Regions from separate parts of the Mus musculus genome. Here all the other regions are linked to region 2. A link is a contact called in public HiChIP or PLAC-seq data. All regions are on one chromosome and are shown on one strand. Each heading gives the region's core, a stretch centred on a gene start, on an enhancer-like site or on the middle of the called end of the contact. The rest is flanking DNA. Distances are from core to core; before and after follow the strand shown. Region 1 holds the start of Elmod3 (ELMO/CED-12 domain containing 3). Region 2 has its middle 26 kb from the start of Kcmf1. Region 3 overlaps Suclg1 (succinate-CoA ligase, GDP-forming, alpha subunit).

Evidence for each region. HiChIP or PLAC-seq counts read pairs in DNA pulled down with a chosen protein or histone mark.
Region 1: a contact with region 2 is called in an H3K4me3 HiChIP or PLAC-seq map of bone marrow-derived macrophages, with 3 times the contacts expected there. The contact joins the promoter of Elmod3 here to the enhancer-like site in region 2. A contact is called at or near these places in 1 of 39 promoter capture datasets (cranial neural crest), 4 of 115 datasets of contacts at active chromatin or transcription factors (bone marrow-derived macrophages, embryonic limb bud, embryonic stem cells and 1 more) and 1 of 9 other capture datasets (adipose tissue).
Region 3: a contact with region 2 is called in an H3K27ac HiChIP or PLAC-seq map of embryonic stem cells, with 6 read pairs. The contact joins two enhancer-like sites. A contact is called at or near these places in 4 of 39 promoter capture datasets (the SN4741 cell line, hippocampal neurons, liver and 1 more), 1 of 484 Hi-C or Micro-C datasets (bone marrow-derived macrophages), 4 of 115 datasets of contacts at active chromatin or transcription factors (bone marrow-derived macrophages, embryonic basal ganglia, embryonic stem cells and 1 more) and 1 of 9 other capture datasets (pancreatic islet).

What each region holds. Positions count from the first base shown.
Region 1 is chr6:72,596,985-72,601,698 of GRCm38.p6, forward strand. Elmod3 (ELMO/CED-12 domain containing 3) reads right to left here and starts at 1,429. Exons shown (of 12, transcript NM_001253692.1): 1 at 1,338-1,429. It overlaps Retsat (retinol saturase (all trans retinol 13,14 reductase)), which reads left to right and starts at 1,618. Exons shown (of 11, transcript NM_026159.5): 1 at 1,618-1,812; 2 at 3,989-4,171; 3 at 4,492-4,714. The coding sequence starts at 1,644.
Region 2 is chr6:72,924,106-72,928,549 of GRCm38.p6, forward strand. No RefSeq gene overlaps it. Among named protein-coding and RNA genes, the nearest start is that of Kcmf1, 26 kb to the left of the region's middle. Within about 2 kb of position 2,881, at least 175 of the 459 cell types and tissues checked have an H3K27ac peak or open chromatin away from gene starts, as enhancers often do. A contact at or near this core is called in adipose tissue, bone marrow-derived macrophages, embryonic stem cells and 1 more, where this site is marked.
Region 3 is chr6:73,262,855-73,267,640 of GRCm38.p6, forward strand. Suclg1 (succinate-CoA ligase, GDP-forming, alpha subunit) reads left to right here. Exons shown (of 9, transcript NM_019879.3): 4 at 954-1,166; 5 at 1,376-1,433. Among named protein-coding and RNA genes, the nearest start is that of Gm38834, 16 kb to the left of the region's middle. Within about 2 kb of position 2,222, at least 28 of the 459 cell types and tissues checked have an H3K27ac peak or open chromatin away from gene starts, as enhancers often do. A contact at or near this core is called in embryonic stem cells, where this site is marked.

The DNA.
Region 1 (4,714 bases), core at 179-2,678, 330 kb before region 2:
GTTCCACATTCAGTCAGAGAAGCAATTCTACCAACTTCAAAGGTAGAAGGCACAGAGTGACAGAACAGGCAATTTACAGTCCCCCTGATCTTTCTGTTCCTATATGGGCATGCATGCTCACACCCACACACCAGAGAGTCAGTGTGGAAAGGCTGGGACTGTAACCTAGTGGCAGCAAAGGAGGCTCAACCCCTGATATCGAGGGGGAAAATGAGAGTGGATGGTTCTCACACAACTGACAGTCATACTTCACAGACTCAGAGGACTAAGTCAGTGGGGAGGCCCTCCACGGAGCCAGTCCTCCACTAGGGGACTATGATTTACATTCCCCAAGGACTGACTGCCAGTAACAAACAGCTTTTGGGCTCGACGCCTGGCTGCCTGTGATCTAGAGAGGATGGTGGTAACGTCCTCCCTGAAACACCCCAGGAACTAGCTCCCCCCCCCCCTCCCCAGAACCTCAGCATCTACCTCTCTTTTCCTTTCCTTCCATCTCGGCCTAAATGACAGCATAAGATACACACACATCAGATAACCTGGCAGGGTCACAGGTAGGACTGACAAAGTCTCGGGAAGGCTCTCCTGTTACTGTGGGGAAAACGAACCAAGTAGCATAGAAGCATGACCTGCTTTACATACCGGACTGGAGCACCGCTGGGGCCTAAAACAAGGACAAAACACTCAAAGTTACGAAGTCATTCCTCCTGATAGTGGGTACCTGAGGAAATGGGCCTCCTATACAAACAAATCCCTCTTAAGTCAAGTACGTATTTCAGACCTACTTTCCTCAAAGGGCAACATTAAGATGGTAGGATATCTAGACTGTCTGCTGGAGCTTAAACTCTCTGAAAAGCTGATTTAGAAGCTGGTGCGTCCTTAAATGCAAATAAACACACAGGATGATCCTTGACTTAGTCTTTCTTGAGGCTTGTCCTAGGTGGCTTGCACTTTGAGAGCCTGATAGAGTAGTTACGATTAGGGGAATCCACCTAGGGATAACGTCGGTGTGAGGCTGCCAGTCCTGGGCTGACACAGGTTTAGGAGAGCTCCTGTGCAGGTCTCAACAAGGTCTCAACTCAGATACCCAGACAGAGGCTGTGTGGGCACAGAAACTTTGTCACTGCTTGGAAGAGGAGAGGGGAGGAAAGCAATGAACTGCCTCCGAGGTTCCAGCGAATCCAACACGGAAAAGGCACCAGAACCCAGGTCTTCTCTGCCTCCCAGACAGGATCTCTCTCAGACCTGCAACTTTCATCCTTGTTGTGGTCCCGCGGTGACCATTTCCACCAGACATCGTCCTCCTCACCCTCACCTCCCTCACCAGACCCCTTGCTCACCGGACGCGTCCCCAGCGTTCCGGTAAGGGGGGGATCCCACATCCCCCTTTTCGCGCAGCCGTGCAGTGTCGCCTGTCTCGCGCTAGAACTACATTTCCCATTAGGCAATTGAACTCCTGCTCTGCAAAGATCATACGGAGGTCCATAATGGACAATCTTCATCAGTTTTGAGCAGGCGTGAGTCAAAATGCTTCGGCTCCTCCAAGTCTGGTATTACTCCAAGGACGAACTAGAGGGGCGGGGCCTCAGCTATAAAAGCCGAGCTCAGCGGGGAAAGGACGCGGTCTTCCGAGCCCTGGCAGCAACATGTGGATCACTGCTCTGCTGCTGGCCGTGCTGCTGCTGGTGATCCTCCACAGGGTCTACGTGGGCCTTTACGCTGCAAGTTCCCCGAACCCCTTCGCCGAGGATGTCAAGCGACCGCCTGAACCCCTGGTGACCGACAAGGAGGCTAGGAAGAAAGTTCTCAAACAAGGTCAACTGATGGGTTTCAGGCCTGCTCTCGGGCCTTCTGCTCATGTCTCCCCATTAGTAAAGTGCTGGGAAAACTTCTCTTGCACACAGAGGTTCCATAATTTAGTGTTCTTTGCTTCTGAAAGGGTGCAGGCATTACCCTTGGCACGCCAAATTCCAGCCCCGCCAGTTGGAATCTTTTCAGCTCACGGCTTACACAGAATAAGAGACCTTTCCCCTACTTGGGTCTGGAGCCAACTTTTCCCTATACTTCTGTGCATGCTCGGGGGCACAGGGAAGCAGCACTGAAAGTTTTCCTAACAAGCGGGTTGCAGGCAAAATGTAGTCCAGTTCATAGAACTGAAGCTTGATAATAACTTCGGAATTTCAGTACTGGCTAGGGATAAGAACTCCACTCTCCAGTGAACCATCTCTAAAGCACGTGTAGAGTGCTCCCAAGGTTTGTGTTTTTGAGACTGGTCTCACTTTTGTACTGGAGTTGGCTTTGAACTCTCTTCGCAGCCCAGGCTCAAACCCGGAGCAGCCCTCTTCTTCTGTCCCCAGCATGATGAGATAGATTACAAGCATGCACCAGCATGTCTGCCTTTCAACGTTTTACGGAAGTGTTGGAGCTGGGCATAGTGGTGCAACAATTTAATTCCAGTTTGGACTACACAATGAGACCCTGTCTAAATGCACACATCAAACCCCAAAACAACCAAAACCCCCAAATGCAAAACTTTCAAAAAACAAACAAGGATCACCTCTTTGACCTCCAGGAGCCTCTGACTTGTAAATTTTAGCCAAGCCTAGGCTAGCCTTAACTGCACTATTTTTTGGGGACTGACTTTGAACTCCTGATCCTTGTGCCTCTACTTCCTAAGAGGCACCACACCCAGTTATTTTATTATTGTTATTGTTTGTGGATTGGGGGAGAGGCAGGTCTCATACTTGTAGCCCAGGCTAGCTTATAACTTGCTATACAGGACAAGTGTGTCTCAAATTCACAGTGATTCTCCAACCACCATCAGCAAGAGATTACAAATGGTGGGATTACAGATGTGAGCCACCATGGCTTGGATGGAGATTTTTTTTTTATTTTATTTTTTTTAGTTTTTAGTTGTTTGAGACAGTGTTTCTCTCTATAGTTCTAGATGTCCTGGAACTTGCTATTGCTATATAGACCAGGCTGGCCTTGAACTCACTGAGATCCTCCCACCTCAGCCTCCTGAGTGCTGAGACTAAAGCTGTGAACACTTGGCCTTGGGCAATGATGTTTAATGAGCAGATTTACTGGACATAGTGGCACATTCCTGTGATCCCAGCGCTGGGGAGGAAAAGACAGGTGGATCTCTACATAGGGAGTTCCAGCCCAGTTAGGGCTACATGTGTAGTGAAACCGTGTGTCTTAAAAAACACGAATCAATAAAATCAAAGAAAGTAAGTAAATAAAGGAGGAAAGGAAGTAAAAGACTGGGAGAAAACAACAAATCCCAGGTCTTGTGTTGACCGTGCATTCCAGTTTGGTTCTGTGAGGTTCCCGGCACACCAACCTTCCTCCTTTTCTGAGGCTGGTGCTGTGACCTCTCAGAGTAGCAGCCTCTGAGCAGCTCTGCCTGCTCCACCTCCGTTGGCACTCAGAGACCTTGCTTCTTCCAAAGAAACCCAGTTCCCTGAACCACCAGCGTCCCCAGCCCCCACCCTGAGCCTTATTGCCTTTTCTTTCCTCGCTTGCATTCACAGAACTGACGTTACAGCCCTGTGCAGTTGCCATCTTTCTGGTTTTGTTCTACAGTAGCTAGCTGAGTCAGTCCTACTTCCTTTGAAAGGTATCAAATCCCTCAAGTACACTGTAGGGGTTAAGACTCATCACTGCTTAACCTGCCTGTCTGGTCCGAGGTATTCCCTGGTAGAATGTTTTGAGACATCTTAGTCAAGAGTAAATAAACTACCTTAAAAGAAAGGTCTGCCTTCCCTCTTGTTTTGAGACTGGGTCTAACGAGCCCAGGCTGGCCTCCTGTGGGATGATCTTGGCCTCCTAATGCACCTTTCAAGTGCTCCCATCACAGGAGTACACCACCATGCCCAGCAGCCGTAGAGACTTCTTACCGAGTACACGTTAGAGAAGGACCCCGGCTTCTTTGACTTGACTTTCCTGCCCTCGTCTGAGAAGCTCACCCTTCTCCTCCCTTCTACAGCTTTCTCAGTCAGCCGAGTACCAGAGAAGCTGGATGCAGTGGTGATCGGCAGCGGCATTGGGGGACTGGCCTCAGCTGCGGTTCTAGCTAAAGCTGGCAAGAGAGTCCTTGTGCTGGAACAACATACCAAGGCGGGCGGCTGTTGTCATACCTTTGGGGAAAATGGCCTTGAATTTGACACTGGTAAGGCTTGTGTGGGAAAGGGTTAGGAGCATGGCCTTGTCTTTAGATGGCTAATAACACACACTATTGAGTGACATGGGGGCATTTTAATGTTTGGAGGTCTCAACTTCTCTCTGGGCACCTCCATTTCTGTCCGATGGCCTAGTTACTGGGCAAGCATTGGGTGGTATATGTTCTGATTTGTTTCTTATAGAAAGGGTGGGCAGCCCCCCTCTGGACATGAACATAGCCAAGCAGGACAACCTCTTCCTTACTTGGCATATTTCCAGGGCCCAATCCCTTTTATCTCTATATCTCCTTTCCTTTGCACCTCCCAACAGGAATTCATTATATTGGACGAATGCGGGAGGGCAACATTGGCCGTTTTATCTTGGACCAGATCACTGAAGGGCAACTGGACTGGGCCCCCATGGCCTCCCCTTTTGACTTGATGATACTAGAAGGGCCCAATGGCCGAAAGGAGTTCCCCATGTACAGTGGGAGGAAAGAATACATCCAGGGCCTTAAGAAGAAGTTCCCCAAGGAAGAAGCTGTCATTGACAA
Region 2 (4,444 bases), core at 1,631-4,130:
TAGTCCCTGGGTCCTAACCAGCACCACAGAAAACCAAAATAATGTGCTCTGCCCCCATGTGTAATGTGGTGTATGTTTGTATGTGGAGGTGTGCTCCCCATGTGCCAATGCAGAGGCCAGAAATGGAGGGATGTCAGGGGTTATCATCCTCTTTCTCTCTTGCTCTCTCCCTCCCTCCCCACCTTAGTTTGAGACAGAGTCTCTAAGGTGAGCATGGTGTTCTCCACCTTGCCTAGATGGGCTGGCCATTGAGCTCCTGGGACTTGTGTGGCTTCTTAGGATCCAAACTCAGGTCCACACAGCTGCAGAACAAGCACTTGACCCCCTCAACTCTCTCCCCAAGCCCCAAGAAGCTGTTGACAGAGCTGAAAATGCTACCTATGTTGGTTTGATCATTATATACAATATGTGTATGTTGAATTACCATATTGAATGAATATGAATATATATGAATTAGACTATTAGGTTAGACACCATGGTGCATACAAGTAATTCCAACACTCGAGCAGCTGAAGCGGGAGGACTTCAAGTTCTAGGTGGGCCTGACCTACGTAGAGAGACTACCTTAAAATGAAAAAGTAAAGTAATATTAACAAGAAACAAATCATTGGCAGAGCATAGTGTCACAGTCTTCTTTTCAAGAACCATGACCATACTGTTGTCCAGGCCTGGTTACCTGTGTTCTGATGGAGCAGGGCCTAAGAGAGCTGGCTTGGGGATCCAATACACAGGGGAGTGGTGACGACAGCAAGAGGCAGCAGCAGGGCCATTGTGGGTACTTTTTCTTCTTTCTTCTAAAAATGTATTGTTTTTTTTAAATTATGCATGTGTGAGGTCTGCCACATGTGTACAGGTGCCCATTAAAGTAACTGTGAGTCATTTGATATGGGTATTGTGAACTCTCTGCAAGGACAGTTTATGTATGCTCTTTTTATGTATGCTCTCTGTATGTATGCCTGTATGAGGGTATCAGATCTGCTGGAACTGGAGTTACAGACAGTGGTGAGCTGCTGTGTGGGTGTTGGAAGTTGAACTCAGGTCCTCTGGAAGAGCAGCCACTGCTCTCAGTTGCTAAGACATCTCTCTAGTCTTTTGCTTATCTTTAACCACTGAACCTGTGGTGGTTTGAATATGCTTGGCCCTGGGAGTGGCACTATCACAAGGTGTGGCCTTTTTGGAGGAAGTGTGTCACCGTGGGGTTGGATTTTGAGGCTCTCTTTCTAGCTGCTTGGAAGACAGTCTTCTCCCAGTTCCCTTCAGAACAAGATGCACAACTTTCAGCTCCTTCTCCCGTGCCATGCCTGCCTGGATGCAGCCATGCTCCTGCCTTGATGATAATGGACTGAACCTCTGAACCTGTAAGCCAGCCCCCATTAAATGTTTGTCCTTTACAAGAGTTGCCTTGGCCATAGTGTCTCTTCATTGCAATGAAACCCTAGATAGAAGTTGGTACCAGGAACTGGGGTATTGCTGTGATAGGCCTGGCCGTGTTTTTGTTTGGAAGAATGTGGATTTTGGGACTTTGGATTTGGAAAGCAGTGGAATGCTTTAAGTGGGGTTTAATGGGCCATCCTAGTAAGAATATGGCATCACTGATGCTGAGTGTGGCTTGAACTGTGGGGGTCTTGCTTCAAAAGTTTCAGAGGAGAAGAATGTTAGTATATGGCCTAAGACTGTTTTTGGTGAAGAATATGGCTACTTTTTGTTGTCTGAAGAGTCTTCCTAAGGAATCAGATTAATTGCATTGACAAAGGAAAGTCTCATAAAAGCCCATACTTATAGTGACACACTTCTTTCAACAAGGCCACACCTACTCCAACAAGGCCACAACTCCTAAGAATGCCACTCTCTGAGTCAAGTACATTCAAACCACCACAGAGCATCTCGCCACCCCACTTCCCCATCCTTTTTTTTTTTTTAAAGACAAGGTCTTGTGTACTCCACGCTGTCTCTAAGCCCCCTGAGATATCATTGCTAACCTTGACCTCCTGATTTTCTTGCCTCTACTTTCCAAGAGCTGTGATTACAGGTGTGCACAAGCCGATTTATGTGAGTTGCTTAGATCAGATTGGCCTATGGGCATGTCTGTGGGAAACTGTCTTGATTAATGATGGATGTGGGAGGGCCAACCCACTGTTGGCAGAACCATTCCCCAAGTAGGCGTTTCTGGGTTGTCTAAGAGGCTGGTTAAGTTAGAGCCTTGACAGAGAGGAGTAAGCCAGCAAATGAACCAGCAAGCATCATTCCAGGGCAGCCAGGGCTACACAGAAAAACCCTGTCTCAGAAAACCAAAACTACAACAACGACACTTCATCAGACTGTTACCACATTGGAACATGGAATTTGTGGTGACTTAAATTTTTGTTCCTGGGTCATGATCACTCAGATTTGACTCCAGAATAAAGTATCTCCTATTTCCTGTGAGATTTTTGTGTGTTTGTTTTTGTCTGCTCAGTACATAAGTTTGTATCCTACTTAAAACTGAATACTTTCCTGATCATAACTACTGTTAGCTCAGTCTGTGATCCATAGTTGCTCCCAGCTGGAAATGGGTATTTGGAGTGATCCTTGGGGCAGAAAGGTGGGTTTCTGAAAAGCCAGATGAGCCTTGATTGTAGCTAGAGGCAGGGTCTGAGGAGGGTGGGGACAGAGAAACCAGCTCAGCGACTTCTTGTTCAGGCTTTGGAATGCTTGAGCTTCTGTCATCTAGCAGCCTCGGCACTGGCCAGATTGCTCCTTTGTTGAGGGTCCCTTTCTCATGCCAGGTTCCTGGGATGTGGGAGGAGTCTCACATCAGCTGTGGCTGAAAGAAGATCCCTGCCAGTGAATGGGCAGGAGCCACACCCAGCCGAGGTAAGTTGAAGTGGGAGGGACCTCGGTGGAGTGAGTCACACTTGAGTCACCCCAAAGTGACTCAGAGCCGGGAATGGAATCTCCTGCTGGGAGGACAGTGGGACAGGAAATTCCAGCTGGCTGAAGGGAGGGATAAGGGCTAGGGATGTCGAATGCCAAGTTTATGAACAAAGGGGAGTTTGAGGAGCAGGGAGAGGAACCCTCAGAACTTGCCAAACAGGAAGTCATATCTGGACAGCAGGTGGGGGCAAGGCAGCTTGCCCCCACCTGCTAATGATCCGGGGTCCAGGTGAGAAGTCGAGAGGGCCTGAGTGCTGACCACAGTGCATAGACAAGGCACACCTCAGGCTCCATACTGGCCCAGGCCCCAAGGAACCTCCCATGCTAGTGTAATCCTCTCTTGCTGTCTACTATGGCCATTCGATCTCTTGAAGTCTTCCCACACCCAACCTGACACTCAACAAACCCTAGGGATGTATACTGGCAGTATGTCATTATGATGCTATAGTAGCTTTGGCTTTTTTTCTGTTTTCTTTTTTCCTTTTCTAAAGCTAAAGTGTCACTCTGTAGCCAAGGCTGACATGGTTGGGAACTCCCTATGGAGGCCAGGATAACCTAGGCCTCACAGGAATTCGCTTCTCTTTTGCCAGTGCCTCTTGGGAACTGGTATGCTACTAATCCTGGCTTAATGATTTTTTTTTTTTTTAAATGTAGGCTTTAGGAATGAAAACCTTCCTGTTTTCATTGTTAATACTTCTCCTTTGGTCTTTGGCTGGAGAGATGGTGTAGTAGAGCCCACACTGTTCTTACAGAGGATGAGTTTGATGCTCAGAGTCCATGTCGGATTTCTTACTATTGCCTGTAACTCCAGCTCCAGGAGGATCTGATGACCCCGCTGGCCTCGGTAGATACATGCACATCTTTTTGCTGTTGTTGCTTTTGAGACAGGATTTCTGTGTAGCCTTGGCTATCCTGGAACTTGTTCTGTAGACCAGGCAATAATCCTATTTGTCAAAAATAAGATCACTACCACACTTTCAAGCCAAATTTGAAACAATCTTTAATTAAATACTGGCCAGGTTACTGGACTCTAGCCAGGCCCACACCTGAGTTTTAAGGAAAATGCTCCCAAGTCACAGTTTTCAGATGCTTAAAAAGGCAAACCCCACAATTGACCTTCTATCCATCAGGGGCAAGTGTACATTCTGATGTAATTCTTGCCCACATGGGATCAAGTCCATCTGGTGCAAATGGCTCAAACACACGTAGGACAAACAGGAATATATTCTTAATTGCAAACAGAACTCAACCTGTAAGGTCTATTTTTCCTGTTGTGGTCTCACACAGGTTGGCCTTGAACTCAAAGAGATCTGTCAGTCTCTGTCCCCGAGTGCTGAGATTAAAAAAGTGTACCACCACTGCCTGGTCAATTAAAAAAGAAAATTAAATCTTCTAAAAAATCTTTTAACTACATTTTAAAGTTTACTTTTATTTTATTTATTTATTTTGAGACAGGGTTTTACTATGTAGCCTTGGCTGGACTGGAATTCCTATATAGACCAGGCTGAACTCACAAAAAATCTATTTGCCT
Region 3 (4,786 bases), core at 972-3,471, 340 kb after region 2:
CTCCACTTGGGGCTGGAGAGATGGCTCAGCTGTTAAGAGCACTGACTGCTCTTCTGAAGGTCCTGAGTTCAAATCCCAGCAACCACATGATGGCTCATAGCCATCCATAATGAGATCTGATGCCCTCCTTTGGTGTGTCTGAAGACAGCTACAGTGTACTTACATATAATAATAAATAAAATAATGAATAAAATCTTAAAAAAAAAAAAAAAAGAGAACACTCCACTTAGGCACTGGGGAAATGGCCCAGCAGTGAGGTTGAGAGCACTTGCTGGTCATCTAGAAGATCTAAGTTGGGCATTTTCCAGCACCCACATTGGACTCCTGACAAGTGCCTGTAACTCAAGTTCCAGAAATCCAACATCTTCTGACCTCTGAGAGAGAGCACCTGTATGAATGTAAGCTCTCACAGGTGCGTGTGCACACACACACACACACACACACACACACACACACCGTAAAAATAAATCTATATAAAAGGGAACACTACTGTTCATTGGTCATATTTACCATGGATTTAAAATAGATGTTTGAAGGCTAGATTCTGAAGACCTGGGGTCCCTGGCCCTGGTTCTTCTAAGGAGAAACAGAGTTTGAAGCTGGATAGGTGGCACCAGGTCTTGTGAGTCTGGGGAGGAAAAGTGAAGCTGTGCATAGCTCCAGAGAGGAGGGAGCACAGGTGCAATCCTCCAGGGAGGAGGGAGCGTGGGTGCAATTGGGAAGAGCTCTCAGATTTACTGTCCTTTTGTAGGGTAAGATGTACGGAACCTTTAAATTCACAATGGCATTCAGAGAGGCTTTGCTTGGATTCTGCTCTTTTTTTTGACTACGTCACGGACTACAGAATGGGGGAATGAGGATAGCCTGCCTGTGACCCCTTCCTAAACATTAATCAAATTATGCTGCTGAATATATTTTATTTATGATTCAATCGGTTGTGATTAATGTTTCAGGCCAAAGAGAAAACAGGAGCAACGGCTTCTGTCATCTATGTCCCTCCTCCTTTTGCTGCTGCTGCCATTAATGAAGCAATCGACGCGGAGATTCCCTTGGTTGTGTGCATTACGGAAGGTATTCCGCAGCAGGATATGGTGCGGGTCAAGCACAGACTGACACGCCAGGGAACGACGAGGCTAATCGGGCCAAACTGCCCCGGCGTCATCAACGTGAGTGTAGGGTAGGAGGGAAGTCAGAAGGCTATGGCTTTGAATTAAAGTACGTGTGTGTGTGTGTGTGTGTGTGTGTGTGTGTGCGCGCGCGTGTGCATGTGCGTGCTCGGGTGTTTGTGTGTGCTCGGGTGTGGGTGTGCACATGTGACTTAGGGGTTAGAATTTTCTTTGGAACTTTTCTGAAACTGCAGTTTACTTTCCTCCAGCCTGGAGAATGCAAAATCGGCATCATGCCTGGCCACATTCACAAGAAGGGAAGAATAGGTGAGTGACTCTGTTACTTTCTGATAGATTAAAACATAGAAATTCCACTTTCCTAACTCGGCTCACAGTGACGGTGACTGTAAGTCAATGTGTCTCTGTAATAAGTTATTTTTTCTTACAGTGAGTCAGAAATATATCTCAAATATGATGGGCCTCTTTGAGAATCACTTGTAGTTCTGTGGAACCAGTGATGATCGTGGGTAGTGGTTCCTTTTCTGCTCAGACTCTGGGTTCTGCTGTGTATTTTGTGTTCGTGGTGAATACCAGCTTCCTGCTCACAGCCTCCTGCCTGCTCTGTGGCTTTACCACTGTTTATCCATTTTCTTAGTGGTCATCTGGGCTGTTTGCAGGTTTGAGCATTAGGAACAAGACTAAAATACAGGCCTTGCTATGGATACACTTTGATTTCTGAAGGGCAACATTTGCTAGAACACACATTTAGTATGCTTGCCTTTTAAGGAAGTTGCCAGGGAGTGCTAGGAGATGTCCGTGCTACTTTGTATTCCGTCAGCAGAGTCCCAGTTACCCTTCCTCCTCCAGGCTTCTCCTCTCCAGCAGACTTGTGCTTGCTCTTTGGGGGATGAAACAGCTTTTGTTGTGATGCCCCTGATGGGTGAGGTCAAAGAGCGCCTTCTCAGTCTTTACCCTTGATCCGAGGGTGCACTTGGACCAACACACAGAGGCAGGAAGTGAGTTTGGCTTTTAGTCTAACTCAGGTGCTGCCTGGCCTGGCCTCATAGTCTACTCAGTTGGCTCCTCTGAAAAGAATTGGCTGGGGGAGTTGGAAGAGGAGGGAAGGGTCACTGCTCCCAGGGAGAAAAGGTCACTCACTGCTCCAGGGCATCCAATTCCTAGAATAGAGCTCTGGGCCTTTGTATGAACAAAGCTTTTACTGGGTGAATTTTAATTCCTTGCCCTAAAACACAAATTTCATAAGATTAGATTGAAACGATACATATTTGGCATTTCTTATCAATCCTTTGTTTTCTTTTTTCTTTTTGTTTGCTTGTTTGTTTGTTTTTTGTTTTGTTTTGTTTTTGTTTTTCCCAAGACAGAGTACCTCCTTGTAGCCCTGACTGTCTTGGAACTTACTGTTGACAAGCCTGGCCTTGAGCTCAGATCTGCTTCCCACTGAGATTAAAGGCATGCACCACCACTGCCCAGCTTGCTTGCTTGCTTGCTTGGTTCCTTCCTTCCTTCCTTCCTTCCTTCCTTCCTTCCTTCCTTCCTTCCTTCCTTCCTTCCTCCCTCCCTCCCTCCCTCCCTCCCTCCCTCTCTCCTCTTTCTCTCTCTCTCTCTCTTTCTATCTTTCTTTCTTTCTTTCTTTCTTTCTTTCTTTCTTTCTTTCTTTCTTTCTTTCTTTCTTTCTTACTCTGTTTTTCTTTAAAACTCTGTTTTCTTAAAACTCATTAAGATGCCAGCTAAGAAGCTAATCCTGAGGTAGGTTTTCCATTAGCATGGCTTAAAGTGAGCCCACATTCCTAGGGGTGGTTTGTTGGCCTGGAGATTTCCCTGGCCCCATTGACTGTTAGGTCTGCCTCCAGGCCAGACACGTCCATTCTCTTTAGCTGGAGTGGTTTTCCCTCAGCCCTTATTGCTGCTTTAACATCCTGCTTTTCTACAGAGGCATTGAGAATCGTGTAGGACCGATCAGAGCTCCGAGCTCCCAAAGCACTTGTGCTATCTTTGGCCTCTAGCAGGCATGAAGCTACCAAGAGGACATCTCTGGCTTTTGGCCAATAAAGAAACAGCATACTTTTCCTTGGGATCTTTTTAGCCCAAACTTGACCATTTTACCTCATGTTCTTATCATACTTGTTCCTCTGGAGAAGTAATCCTAACCTCCATTATGGGATTAAGATGATCTGTGCTTGCAGCTGAATTTTGGGTGTCAGGTGCAGCAGTATTGGGGTACCCCTTCAGAGGGCCTATTTAAAAGACTCCAACTGTCAGACCTAGGGAGAAAAGGAAATCCTTGACTGCAGTCTGAAAGGATTCTAAAATGTCCAAAGCAAAGCCCTTTAGCATCTCTTGTTGGGCTCATATTAGCCTCCGTCAGTGGGACTCCTTGTTGGTCTCCAGAGTGATGAGCTTGCAGTCTGCTTTACAGAATCTTTGATAACTGTTGCAATCCCCTAAAAGTCAACACGATATCTGTCCCGTGTGGCTCTGCCCATATTATAACTATGGACACGGTGAGCTTCATCTGCATGTGTCTTGGCTTTTCCTCCTCCCCCAGGCACAAGTTGTTACTTGGCCTGCCTTCTTTACTCCACTTGAGTGTTATATGGGCTGAGAACAGATGGGTCTGTGCCTGCCTATGTAGGCAGGAATTTAATACCTTTGGGAACCAACTAGTTAAAGTAGTTAATCCTAATTTACTACGTAAGTAGCCTTGTGGTACTTTTGCCCAACTAGAAAAGTAGCAGCTGGATGGCATCATATAAGGCAGTCAGACCTAACCATGTCGCAGGCTGGCTGTGGTCCTTCCTCCACATCTGCCCCAAGGTTTCCCAGGTTCTCTGAGGGAACTGGAGATAACCTAGACTTATCTTCCCATCCTGACTTACCTTGTGCTTAACCCTCTTCAGGGATGTTTCTTATACTGAGTTTAATGTCCAAGGCACATCCCAGCTCTAGGACACCCTGACAACCACAGGACTGTTTGGTGTCCCCACAGCATCTCTTCCCTTTGGCCTGTGCACAGAGCAGTCTTGGTCCCTTGGGACTTTCTTTGGGCTGGCTCTCCCAGTATTGTCCAGAGACTTCCAAACCTGGATTCTTTTCCTGATTTGAAGAATGCCAAAGGCCCAGGACCCAAAAGCCTTTAAAAAAAAAAAGAAAGAAAAAAAGAAACAAGAATTGGTAGGATATGTTTCCCAGAGGAGGGGTCTGAGGCACTCTTTCAGGTGAGCTAGATTCCTGGACTGAGCACCCAAATTATTAGAAATAAGTTTGGGGTCACAAAGAAAGAGACTGCCATTCTATCTGAAGGCAAAGGTTAGTCTTAGTCAAGAGGTTCCCTTGGGAAGAATGAGCCAGGAACATTTTTATCAGTACTATGTCTGTGTCTATCCGAGACTTATTTTGCTTCCTGGATTTCACAAACTTTCTCAAGATGCTATGGGAAGACTGTACTGTTACTTGGTTGGTTCCTTAAGGAAATAGCCAGGCCACATTTCAAAGCTAGCTGTTCTAGGCTTGAAGTTGGATTCTCTGCAGCTAACTTTGACCCACTTAGATTGTTTCTCCATTATAATAGCTAGGGGCAGTGTTCTTTACCTCCCACCATAACTATTAATGTTAACTAAGAGCAGTCATCACAGTGGGACGACTTGTTCTTACCTGAAAAT